2 separate regions of the Muntiacus reevesi genome follow, and region 2 is linked to region 1. Evidence: chromatin contacts called from public Hi-C data. All regions are on one chromosome and are shown on one strand. The core of a region is the stretch at or near the end of the contact, and the rest is flanking DNA. Distances in the headings are between cores, read along the strand shown. Region 1 holds the start of SHPRH (SNF2 histone linker PHD RING helicase). Region 2 holds the start of FBXO30 (F-box protein 30).

Region 1 (6,742 bases), core at 3,878-6,377:
ACTGACAGCAAAGAAGCAGAAGGGAAACCTTTGGGGTAACAGAAATGTTCCACAGGTGATCACATGATTTTATACATTTGTTAAAATTCATCAAATTGTATATATAAAATTGTTGAATTTTATTGTACGTAATTTATCTTAATAAAACTGATTTAAAAGGCAAAAACAAAAAGCAGGTACAGAAGGGAATTAAAAACTCTTAATAGCTTTATTCCAATAAACTTGAAATGTATCGATAAAATGAATAATTTACTAAAAAATGTAATAAGTTAAGTTGGCCCAATAAATAGAAAAATCTGAATAGGACAGTAACCATGAAACAACAAGTAATATTTATCTACCTAAGATCTACCTCATTTCCTTGTTGACAGAACCTTTCTCTTACTGAGGAACATGTTAGCTTTGTGACTTAAAAGCAGAGTGGTTTCCTCAACAGCCGCAAAGAAGTTGTTTGTGTTTTCCCATAAGGATGCCGACAGCTGCGTCTAACTTTAAGAGGTAGTATTTAAGTTAAAAACAAAAAGATTTAAACTCAGCTCTTCATTCTCCCGAGCCATAATTCAAGTGCTCAAAAACTCTATGTGACCAGAAGCTACCGTATTGGACTGACAATAATCGAACATTTTCATAATAGCAACATGTCTATCAAAAACTGCTGTTCTAAGTCAATCACGAGAATTCCATTCCCTTAATCAGTGCTTGGTTTATGAATATGGAGGTGGCGGTCTACAATCAACCTCTGACTATAGTTAACTACTTTTCAAGCATCTTGTCTCCTCTATTACTTTGAATAAGAGATCAGAATAATACAGAAAGTCCCTAATACCCTAAGTGCTTGTCTGTGTCCAGTTCTCCTCAGAGCACAGGTTGGAATACTGGAATCAAGTCAGTCTTCTATACCAGTTTATCAGTTAGCCACCATCATAAATATGCTGTATAACATATCACCCAAAGCTCTGCCTGGAGACAGCAATCATTTATTCTCACCGATCTGCAGATTAGTTTAGGATTGGCTGATATAGTCTAGGTTTCAGGAAAAGTCGCTTGGCTCTCCTAAATATAGTCATCTTTCTCCTCATACCAGCAAAAAAACCCAAAAATGTTATTATGACAGTGACTGAGGAATGAGTACAAATCCAATCACACAAGTACTTTTTGGCTTTTGGTTAGGGTAAAAACATTAAGGTTCCATGGGCAAAGCAAGGTCTCACAGATGGATTCAAAGTCAAATGGTGGGGACATATGGGGAGGGAACTGGGTCAGTTACACAATCTATCTCACTAACCACCATAATATCAGTAACATGGTGATGATGGAATCATTAACTCTAATGGCCCCCAAAGCAATTGGCTACAGAATCTCACATCTGGCAAAGCAATGTGGCTTATATGAGAGTGTGAGTTTTGGGGTCCTAAATTCTAATTCTAGCTTTGGCACTTAGAAATTATCTAGCTTCTGTGTGTATGTACAATAGCACAGCAACTGAAGTTTAGCATATATTCAGTAAGCAGCAGTTGCTATTGTCATCACCCTGAGAACACTATAAACTACACTTTACAATAACCAAACTTTAAAGTGGCAGGATGGGGAACTACAGATCAGTGTGTTTCAAACTTGACTGAACGCTAGAACCATCTGGGGGAAATTTTCAAAATCCTGATGCCCTGGTACTAGTCCAGCCAATTAAAATATCATCTCTGGGGCAGGGCCCAGGCACCACCTCCATTATTTTTTCAGGTTCCCTTGGTGATTCTTCCCTGCTGGCTCAGACAGTAGAGTCTACCTGCAATGCAGGAGACCTGGGTTCAATCCCTGAGCTGGGAAGATTCCCTGGAGAAGGGGATGGCAACCCACTCCAGTAGTCTTGCCTGGAGAATTCCACGGACAGAGGAGCCTGGCAGGCTACAGTCCACGGGTTCACAAAGATTTAGACACAACTGAGCAACTAACACTTTCACTCTCACTTGGTGATTCTAGCAGGCAGCCAAGCGTAAAAAACCTTGTTATGGATAGCTAGCTGCCTACAGAAATCCATTTCTTTCCTGGCAAAGTACAGCATAGATGGGAAATGTGTGCTCAACTGGTGGGGCATCAGTAGTAGTCCATGACCAGTCTGAGGCCATCAATTGTGAACAGAGGTTAATATGTGCCCTTTCTATTACAAGTCTTGTAATAGACATATTACTGAACCAGAACACTTCCCTTTCACTCTCTGTTCTTTTCTCTGGTAACACTCATCCTCATGCAGTATCTTCTAAACTATATATACCACTATAATCTGCACATTCACTCAGATGTTTGCTTTCAACTTGATTCTTCCAATGTCACAGTATTATCAAAGTATTTATCAATTACAATGATAAGTTCAAGAAAAATAAATACCAGGGTTTCTAGCAGGCTCTCCTTTCATTCTCTACTGGGCAAACATTCATGATCTGCCTTCCCTCTGCCCCACCACCCTGTTTTGGTTAACTCTTTTTTGCTTAAAGGAGATTTTTATCTAGGGATAATTCTTGAACCAAAGAAGATTAAATTATTTGATCAAAGCTACTCAAAACCATGTTAACTGGGAGCTAATAAGTCCTAGTAAAATTCCATATATCTCTAATCATGTTCCAATTCTAAATCCTTCTCCTTATTTTCCTCATACCAGATGAATCTTCTTCCCTTCTTCCCCCACTTAAATACCAGTGTTTGGGTATAACATGATTATATATCACAGTTTCCTACATGGACCACATTTTGACTCTCATTCCTCTAAATGCCTTTTGCTTGAAATGCCCTTTCATGCTTTTCCGCCTGTCGATATCCTGATCTCCCACAAAATGTTCCACGACCAGGTATGCTGAATTAAAGGCCTCTCCTTCTTGATTCCCACTGTTACAGTGTTCTCAGCTGTTTGACTTTGAACTACTTGAAAGCCAGGCAGGAACAGAACCCTATTCAGCACTGTACTCCCAACGCCAGGTCAGGGCCAGGATGGAAATGATATACAAAGTAATGTGAAACAAAGATCTCTAACTCTGTGAATATTCTCTCTCTTCTCAAGGACCCAGAAGTACTTTTACTCAAATTTCTTTTTGGGCCAATCTCATTCAACCACGTTCAAAAAGACTACAGGTAGGGTGAAACTACTCCTTACAATTTCTGGCCCAGAGTGAAACAGAAAACTGATTCTGTCTTTAACAGAAAACAAAGATAGACTGCTAGAAAAATAAATATAAAATGTTGTTACTAAGACAACAGATGAATATCAATTAAACTTATTCAGATTTTTCCCCTCCAAATTACTATCTCCTCATTAAAAGATAATTGCCAATACTGAATGATATAGAACAAACCCATGGTAGGTCCTGATTTAGGCTATCCAGGAAAACAGAGTATATACATTTGAGATATCAGGCTGTAAGGTAAGCCTTATGCAAGTGAAACTCAATCATTACTGATGACTGAGAAGTTCTCAATGACCTAACATTACAACTTTTTTCTTAGTGATAACCCCAGCAGGTTGAGAGTATTTTCCTCTGCAGAACTCTAAAACCAGTCACAGATACTTATAAAAGGCCTTGCTTTTTCACCAGCAGATTCTATTACCCCAAATCTTTCTAGCCTGAACTCTTAATAAAATAACAGATTTAATAATCCTGTAAGTACAGTTCTTTAGGCCGGACAAGAGGAGGAGATATATATATATATATATATATATATATATAGCATCTTTCAAAATCATTTTATTCTCCACTGACAGCTTATTGGCTAAGTGGATTTTGTAAACTCCAGAAGTGCCATGTTTTGCAATACAGAACATTTATCCCCCTACTGCTCACTACTATCTTGCTTCCAGCATGATTTCTCATCATAAACCAACTAGCCTTTCTGGTGATGGTACAGGTATCATGGAACATTTCGATTCATGGGAGTTTCATCATTCTTGCTATCACCCAACAGAATAATTGAAAGTAGCTGTAATAACTCTAAAATTATTTTTTGCTTATTAAAGTCAAAAGTTAATTCAAACAGAAGTAGTGAAACTCGTTCAGTCGTGTCCGACTCTTTGAGACCACATGGACTATATATATAGTCCATGGAATCCCCCAAGCCAGAATACTGGAGTGGGTAGCCTGTTCCCTTTTCCAGGGGATCTTCCCAGCCCAGGGATCGAATCCAGGTCTTCCACATTGCAGGCGGAAAAAGGAAAACACCAAACATCTAGGGTTTTTACTTCATGGCCCTTAGAAAAAAGGTACAAAGTCACTATTTACTAATCCTCTTTATCTGACAGTGACCGCTAACCATCAGAAAACATATCCTGGTTCAGAAAAGTAGAAACTATCACAGAGTCAAAAGGCACAAAATGCAAGGCTGGTTTTGAATGCGAATGTATTTAACCTGGTTCCTGAGGTACCTGAGAACTTTAACTCAGAGGCCCCGGCCTCCCCTTTACTACATTTACAATCCCGCACACCAATAAGCTAGGCAGCTGCCCAGTTCCAGTCTCCAGGGGCATATCTGCGGAGAATGGTGATACCCACTCAGTTTTCTTCCGAAAGACTCAAAAGCGGTTTGAGGAGTCTGAGCAAGGCTGTCAGCGCCGATCGCTCCCAGCAGGCCGGGCAAACAAGCTGCCCGGAGGCAGAGGAGCGAGATCAAGGACCCTAGGACGCTCGAACGAGACACCGTAGGCCCCAGTCCGCGGGGGGGAAAGCAAGCCTCCCTCCCGCGGCTCCTCTTCGTCCCGGGCAAGCCGCGGCGGTCCCCCGGCCCGCACGTCTGGGATGGGGAAGGGTCGCGGAAACTCGCGCTGCAGCTCCCCGTCAGTCTTTTAGTTTCCCAGGCTCCAAAACAACGGAGTCGTCCCTCCCTGAGACCGCTGTCTGCGTACAGAAACGCCTTCCGCCCCCGACCTCTGACCCCTGACCCTCTATCACCCAAGCGCCTACCTAGACTGTTTCTCCAAGCCCCTAGAGCCTCTCTGCATCAAGGCCCAGGGCCCTCTGATGCCCCTGCAGGTCCCGGGCACGCATTCGCTATTCACCGAACATCGGCCTGAGGTGGGCACGCGCGCTTTATGCTGGTTTGTGTTGGGGTTCCCGAGGGGCCCAGAAACCACAGCGCCTAGATGCCGGGCGCGCGCTGGAGCGTGGGGTCAAGGTGAACGCGCACGTCGGGACGCCCCGCCCCCTTTCTCCGACCCTAGCTTCATGAGTCTCTTCTGCGCAAGTCCACTCTCGAAGGATACCGTTAGAGTCTCGCGATAGCTACACTGAGCCATTAGAGAATACATGATAGGCTGAACGTCAAAGGAGGAGGTGGCGCTCTAAGCGGATTTAGAAGTGGGCGGGGCTGCTGGCTGAAGGTTACGGGTCACTCTTGAAACAGATGTTAAGAGCTGTGACTTTAGTAAAAAGACGAGAATTCTGCAGGTACACCTTGTAAATTGTTTCTAGAAAGCAGCCACTAATTAGTTACGGTTGAAGTTCATCTCACTCAGAAGTTACTTTAAAAGACTCTCCAGGGAGATGTGAGTAAATATTTTAAGATGAGGAAAAAGCTACAGTATTGTGACGAAGCTGGGCTTCCAATATCTTAAGCTTTTGTTTTTTTTTTTCCTTTTCTTCACTGAGCGGTAGCCTTTTCTCTTGGGTAACTCCGAAATAGCTGAGCGGCTTCAGAACCAAGAGCCTGGAAAATAACGGCTTAGAGAGTAAAGAATGTGAGTGCAATGCGGGAGACCCCAGTTCGATCCCTGGGTCGGCAAGATCCCCAGGAGAAGGAAATGGCAACCCACTCGAGTATTCTTGCCTGGATAATCCCATGGACGCAGGAGCCTGGTGGGCTACAGTCCATGGAGTCCCAGAGAGTCGGACTCTGTTAAGCGACTAGCACTTTCAGACCTGGGGCCCTCGATGACTGAGTACCTAATGAGGGCTTAGAATTATGCTGCGGAAGGGAGTCTTGGCCTGTGTGATCACAGAAGCACAAAAATAAGTTCTTGCTTATAGGAGGATCCGTTAGCTGTGGAGACAGTCCAGAGTGGTCGATATTCTTAGTACCGAACTTCATGACAAACCTCTAAGAGAAGCTATTTCCGTAAACAAAACCACTTAGAATTCAGTGGAAATCAGTGACCTTATCCAGAGTTTCCGGAGGCCAGCTAAAAAAGTAGCTCTAGTGTTAGAAGAGTAGGCAAGCAGAATCCCACTTCATTGGAGAACTGATCTTTTTATTAAGTGCAGGATAAAATGCAGCCTTTCTTTTGGAACTGTAATTTGAAACTCCATACTTAAATATATATGGTGCTGCGACAGGTGATCTTTGATAGTTTTATATCACATTTCACCAGCGAGCAGAAAATCAAGCTTATAATTTTACCAAGTCCTGCTGGTGCCAGGCAGAGATATTTTAAAATAACCCAGCTTCATTTTATTTTTGTTCAAAGTTATCGAGTAATTAATCTCTATAGATATTATTGTTAACCTGTACAAAAATAGTAAACTAGGAATCCAGTTATATATCTAGAGATGTAATTTCATCTTTCTCATGTAATACAGAGAGAATTCTAATACAGTAGCATATACTTACAATTAAGATTTTAACAGTTTTTACAATAATATATATGTTCAGTCCTATATTTTCAAAGTATAGCCTTTGAATAGTTTTCTATGGAGTAATGTGTTTTTCAATATAGAATCACCAGAGCTAATTTCAGAAAACGTGACTCATTTTTGCACCTAGCATTCTG
Region 2 (6,364 bases), core at 482-2,981, 140 kb before region 1:
CTATCAAATAGTAAACACACATGAAACAAGACCTATTTTGGTGACCTTAAAACACCTCTCTAACTATATACAGTATCTCAAAATATGTATTATTTTTCTTTAATAGCATATTAGGACACTTTATTTAAAAAATAAAAATCTCCAATGCTAGCCATACAAAAGTACTGGATTGAAATTAAATACCTAGTACACTTGGAATGCATAAAAGTTTGCCTATATCGGAAACTTCAGTTCTCTGATAACACTCTCAAAACTCCACCCACTAACATTTCCAGAATCACACATACACAAAAGAGCTATATCACCGCATTAAAATACCAAATAAAAACAAATTAGCAATTTAAAAAGTTAGCAAAACATTGTTATCCCCAATTAAACTTCTGTAGTAAGAAACAGTGACTAAGCATAAAGAACATGATTCAGCGAAAACTGTAAACTGAAAACCTGAACCCTTAGGAAAACCCTCATCTTACATTTTACGCTACTCTCTTCCCTCTTGGCTGTCAACAACTCTGGAAAAGCTTAAAAAATATAAGGGAACGCAAAATCTGTTAATAGAATTTCTAGGACTTTCTAAAGAACACAAAAATGGATTGAAATGTAGCAAACAGAAATTAAAAGCTTAGAAAGCTTGCGGTTTTGTATGTAAAGTTTTGAGTTAATCTACACGGATATCAGAATGCCCATAAATAACTTCATCTTGGATCCGAGTCAACAAAATAATTATGGAATAAAAGGTCAATTCCTTCCCAAGCATCTTTTACCCAAGACTTACGACATGGCTCAGAAAGAAAAACAAGACACAGGGAGAGCGGGGAATGGAGTACTAGAACCATGATAAACAACACGCTGTTCTGGCTGTATTCTCTAAACAGACGCGTAAAAAACACGCTCAAAGGAGATTACTCTGAACTCAACGTGCACTCTATACTCCCTTCCCAGCAATGCACTTCCACGAGACAGGACACAAACAACTTGGAAATGGTCATACCCCTCAGACCTATAAAATTAGGATATTTCTCTTTAACGAGGACTGAGGCTAAGACTAAGCTTCTCTCACTTCCATGAATGGAAAAGTTACCAACTTCACTCATCCCGTGGAGACAGTCGGCGATGCCTCTCAGTATTACTTTAACCCGCCTCTTCCCAAACAAAGCAAGTTTCTAATCTGCAAAAGGGAAGAGAGGCCGGGTTTTCGAGGATCTTAGGGCTTCCTAAGTTTAACTCTGGCTTCTCCCCCACCTACCCTCACCCACAGACCCGTGAGCCCGGGTGGCACCGAGGGGTCGGCCTGCGGGGTCTCAGGCGCCATTTGCCGGCGGCCTCCAGGGCCGGCCGGGCAGCGGGCTGGGCGCGGAGGCCAAGCCGCCGCCGCCCTCTCGCCGCCGGGACCCGGCCTGGGACTCGCGGGGTCCCGGCGAGGCCGTGTTTATTCCGACCCAGGCCCGGCCGGGCCCGCCGCCCCACCGCCGCCTCCGGCTCGGACACCGCCTCTGCCCGCGGGCACAGCCCGGGCCGCGCCAGTCACCCGGGCAGTCTGCCCCAGACACTCACCGGCCGGCCCGGCCGAACCGCGGCCCAAATCCCAGCTGCCGCGGCCGCCGTGCCCAGCTGCTCCCCGCTGTCCCGGCGCCGCTCCGCGCCCCACACCCCCGTGCAACCCGCCTCCTGCTCGCCCCTCTGCCCCGCCGGGCCGCCGCCTTTTCTCCCCTTCTCCTCCTCCTCCTCGGCCTCCTCTCCCGGCGCCGGTCCTCTCCGCGCGCCCCGCCCCGCCCCGCTCCTCTCGGCTGTGCCCCGCCCACCCGGCCGAGACTCGGGATCTGAGGCAAGTCGGTCGCAGACGCGCGCGCCGAACCAGCCGGGGGCGCGCACGCTGAGCTCAGCGGGGACGCGCACGCTGAGCTCCTACCGTCACTCGCCCGCCTCCCCGGAAGGGACGTGGCAAGAGGGTGTGGTCTGGAGTCAGAGGTCTCTGGGTTCCGCGCGTTGCGCTTAGGGGGTTCCCGCTGGACTCCACGTGACTTTTGCCCCGCAAGTCTACCAAATCCTGTTCGATATTAGTAGCTTGTATTCCTGAAAGGAATCCTAGACACGCAGTTTTGGAATTCAGGAAACAGACCCAAATAGAGTGACTACTTTAATTGTAGGATAAGCAAGCCAAATCCCTTAATTCTGGGTGCAGCAGTGTTCCCCTTAGGTCATATTTAGGGAAAAAATGGAGCAGTTGTCACTGAATCTTTGATGATCAGGCCTTCCTGCCGGCTGATCCAGTGTGCCCTAGTCTTGTGTGACATAGTGTCCAGTTCAGTTCAGTCGCTCAGTCGTATCCGACTGTGACCCTGTGAACTACAGCACGCAAGGCTTCCCTGTCCATCACTAACCCCCGGAGTTTACTCAAACTAATATCCATTGAGTCGGTGATGCGATCCAACCATCTCATCCCCTGTCGTCCCCTTCTCCTCCTGCCTTCAATCTTTCCCACCATCAAGGTCTTTTCAAATGTCAGTTATTCACATCAGGTGGCTAAAGTATTGTAACTTCAGCTTCAGCATCAGTCCTTCCAATGAATATTCAGGGTTTGATTTCCTTTAGGATGAACTGGTTGGATCTTCTTGCAGTCCAAGGGACTCTTAAGAGTTTTCTCCAACCCCACAGTTCAAAAGCATCAATTCTTAGGCACTTAGCTGTCTGTATAGTGCAACTCTCACATCCATACATGACTACTGGGAAAGCCATAGCTTTGACTAGATGGACCTTTGTTGACAAAGTAATGTATTTGCTTTTTAATATGCTGTCTAGGTCGGCCATAGCTTTTCTTCTGAGGAGCAAGCTTTTAATTTCATGGCTGCAGTCACCATCTGCAGTGATTTTGGAGCCCAAGAAATTAAAGTCTCTCACTTTTTCCATTGTTTCCCCATCTATTTGCCATGAAGTGATAGGACCGGATGCCATGATCTTAATTCTTGAAATGTTGAGTTTTAAGCCAGCTTTTTCACTCTCCTGTTTCACTTTCATCAAGAGGCCCTTTAGTTTCTCTTTGTTTTCTGCCATAAGGGTGGTGTCATCTGCATATCTGAGGTTGTTGATATTTCTTCTGGCGATCTTGATTCCCGCTTGTACTACATCCAGCCCAGCATTTCACATGATGTAATCTGCATATAGGGTGAATAAGAAGGATGATAATATACAGCCTTGACGTACTCCTTTCCCAATTTGGAACCAGTCCATTGTTCCAAGTCTGGTTCTAACTGTTGTCTCTTGACCTGCATACAGATTTCTCAGGAGGCAGGTAAGGTGGTCTGGTACTCCCATTTCTTGAAGAATTTTCCACAGGTTGTTGTGATCCACACAGTCAAAGGCTTTGGCATAGTCAATAAAGTAAAAATAGTTGTTTCTCTGGAATTCTCTTTCTTTTTCTATGATCCAGCAGATATTGGCAATTTGATCTCTTGTTCCTCTGCCTTTTCTAAATCCAGCTTGAACATCTGGATTTAGAACATCTGGAAGTTCTCTGTTCACATACTGTTGAAACCTAGCTTGGAGAATTTTGAGCATTACTTTGCTAGAATGTGAGATAAGTGCAATTGTGCAATAATTTGAAAATTCTCTGGCATTGCCTTTCTTTGGGATTGGAATGAAAACTGACCTTTTCTAGACCTGTGACCACTGCTGAGTTTTCAAAATTTGCTGGGATATTGAGTGCAACACTTTCACAGCATCATCTTTGAGGATTTGAAATAGCTCAACTGGAATCCCATCACCTCCACTAGCTTTGTTTCTAGTGAGGCTTCCTAAGGCTCACTTGACTTTGCATTCCTGGATGTCTGGTTGCAGATGAGTGATCACACCATCATGGTTATCTGGGTCATGAAGATCTTTTTTGTACAGTTCTATGTATTCTTGCCACCTTTTCTTAATATCTTCTGCTTCCGTTAGGTCCATACCATTTCTGTCCTTTATTGTGCCCATCTTTGCATGAAATGTTCCCTTGGTATCTCTAATTTACTTGAAGAGATCTTTAGTCTTTCCCATTCTATTGTTTCCCTCTATTTCTTTGCATTGATCACTGAGGAAGGCTTTCTTACCTCTCCTCACTGTTCTTTGGAACTCTGCATTCAAATGGGTTTATCTTTCCTTTTCTCCTTTGCCTTTCACTTCCCTTGTTTTCTCAGGCATTTGTAAGGCCTCCTCAGACAACCACTTTGACTCTTTGTATTGCTTTTTCTTGGGATGTCCAGATTCTTGTATGTTCTGCCTCCCCTGGGACCGGGCTCAGCCCAGCAGGATTCAGACAGGTGTCACGAAGCCCTGATGGAGCAGCCCACCAAGGTCTGCTTCTGTGCGGGACTGTGATCCTCCACACAGACCGTAGCAGCGGGGTTTTGTGGGAAAGACAATGCGATCTAACAGAAAAGCAGCAGCTGCTTTTGCAGGTTACTTTGCAAATGACTAAGGGCTGAAGAACTATTGCAGGGCCATATCAAAGAATTGGGGTTCATTTCCCACTACTACTGCCATGCCTTGGTCCAAGGCCAAGGGACAGTGGGCCTTACATCCCCCCATGGGCTTCCCTTGTGGCTCAGCTGGTAAAGAATCCGCCTGCAATGCAAGAGACCCCAGTTCGATCGCTAGGTTGGGAAAAAACCTGGAGAAGGGAAAGGCTACCCACTCCAGTATTCTGGCCTGGAGAATTCCATGGACTGTACAGTCATGAGGTCGCAAAGAGTCAGACATGTCTGAGCGGCTTTCACTTTCACATCCCCTCACCTCTACCCCAGTGTCCTTCCCGAGGGCTCCTGCTCAGCCCTAAGGCAAGAGAAGGATAAAGAGATGAAGGCTGTAATCCTGGACTTGGCGACAGGGGACAGAGACAGGAAAACCCTGTTCAGTAATGCTTTGTGTAACTAGGTTTTCACCCATCTGCCTTAGAAAAGAGACCGCACATAATTTGTCATGCTGAGAAATGGCTCTCAGACTTTTAGATTTTAAAAAACTTAAAAAAAAAAAAAACTGGGAAAAGAACTTACAGGTTTCCCTGGTGACTCAGTGGTAAAGAATCCACCTGCAATGCTACAGACACAGATTCGATCCCTGGGATGGGAAGATCCCCTGGAGAAGGAAATGGCAACCCACCCCAGTATTCTTGCCTGGGCAATCCCATGAACAGAAAAGCCTGGCAGGCTACAGACCATGGGGTCACAAATAATCAGGCATGACTAAGCGACTAATAGTATAAAAGCTAGTGTTAAAAAAGATAGGAAAAATTATACCATGCATATTAGTGCCTCATTTCCTAAATGAAAGGGGATTGTAACACCAACTATTAAGCCAGGATGTAATCACTTAGTGAAGGTTATTTCTTTAAATAAATGAATGTAGCTTTTTGAAAAACTTAATCTATTTTTTATTTTGTCTATTAATAATTTGGCAGTAGATGGGCCCTGGTCCTTCATCCTGAGTTTAAGAGCTATTGTCGCAAGAACTAGACAGAATGAATGGTGAAGCAGGCAGACTGGCCCTGTGGGAAAAGATGTGGGCAGCCGTCTGCATGGGCTGCTACACTGGCCCTCCTTTGCTCCTCGGTTTCCCTACACTTGCTCACTGCTCTAGATTGAGTGACACGTCTGCCCTATGCCTCAGCTGTCCTCCTACCAAATGAAGGGGCTAGAATAGATGATCTCTGAAGCCCTTTCTAGCTTTAAAATCTCTTGATTTCATGTTTATACTTATTGAAATCTGGGGTTTTCCTCTTTATTAAGTCACCTAGCTGACACTGGGTCCCTCTCCACCCCTCTCAAGCTGAGTCATTTAGTGGGTAGACCTCACAGTCGTCTTTGCCCCCTCCATCTCAATAATTTCATATGTGCAGGCAATTAAAAAAAAAATCCTTTCTACCCATCCTGCTCCTTTCTTCCTGTTACCATCCTGGGCACACTTGGACTTCTGCTGTTGCGTGATCAGTCTTTCCTTCTCCAGTGCTTCCCACCTCAAAACCACCACCAACTTCATTCTACCCAGGACACCCACTTCATTTTGTCATTTCTCTATTCAGATATCTATGATGACTATCTAATGCTCATGGGGTAAAAGTCTCAACTCTGGTCTTCAAGTGCCCAAGGTAAATCTTTCATTCTAGCCTGATCAGTTTCCTTCTTGTCTCCAACAAACACTATACACAGTCCAATTCCAAGTCATCTGTGCTTATGAATAATGTCTGAACTTCTTCCCTCTTAGCTGTGAGGCTCTGACCCCATGTCCTCCATGAGGCCCTTATGTAGCACATCCTGCTATGTGCAGCACTTTGACCCCTGCCTCACGCCTCTGTCACCTGCTTCACCAGTGTACATCAGCCTACAGTGTCTCC

Evidence for each region. A called contact is a pair of places that touch in the nucleus more often than the background predicts.
Region 2: a contact with region 1 is called in a Hi-C map of muscle, with 6 times the contacts expected there. The contact joins the promoter of FBXO30 here to the promoter of SHPRH in region 1. A contact is called at or near these places in 2 of 3 Hi-C or Micro-C datasets (blood and muscle).

The regions. Positions count from the first base shown.
Region 1 is chr3:176,135,002-176,141,743 of mMunRee1.1, reverse strand. SHPRH (SNF2 histone linker PHD RING helicase) reads right to left here and starts at 5,127. Exons shown (of 30, transcript XM_065931191.1): 1 at 4,941-5,127. The coding sequence starts at 4,978.
Region 2 is chr3:176,276,068-176,282,431 of mMunRee1.1, reverse strand. It overlaps FBXO30 (F-box protein 30), which reads right to left and starts at 1,731. Exons shown (of 3, transcript XM_065931194.1): 1 at 1,555-1,731.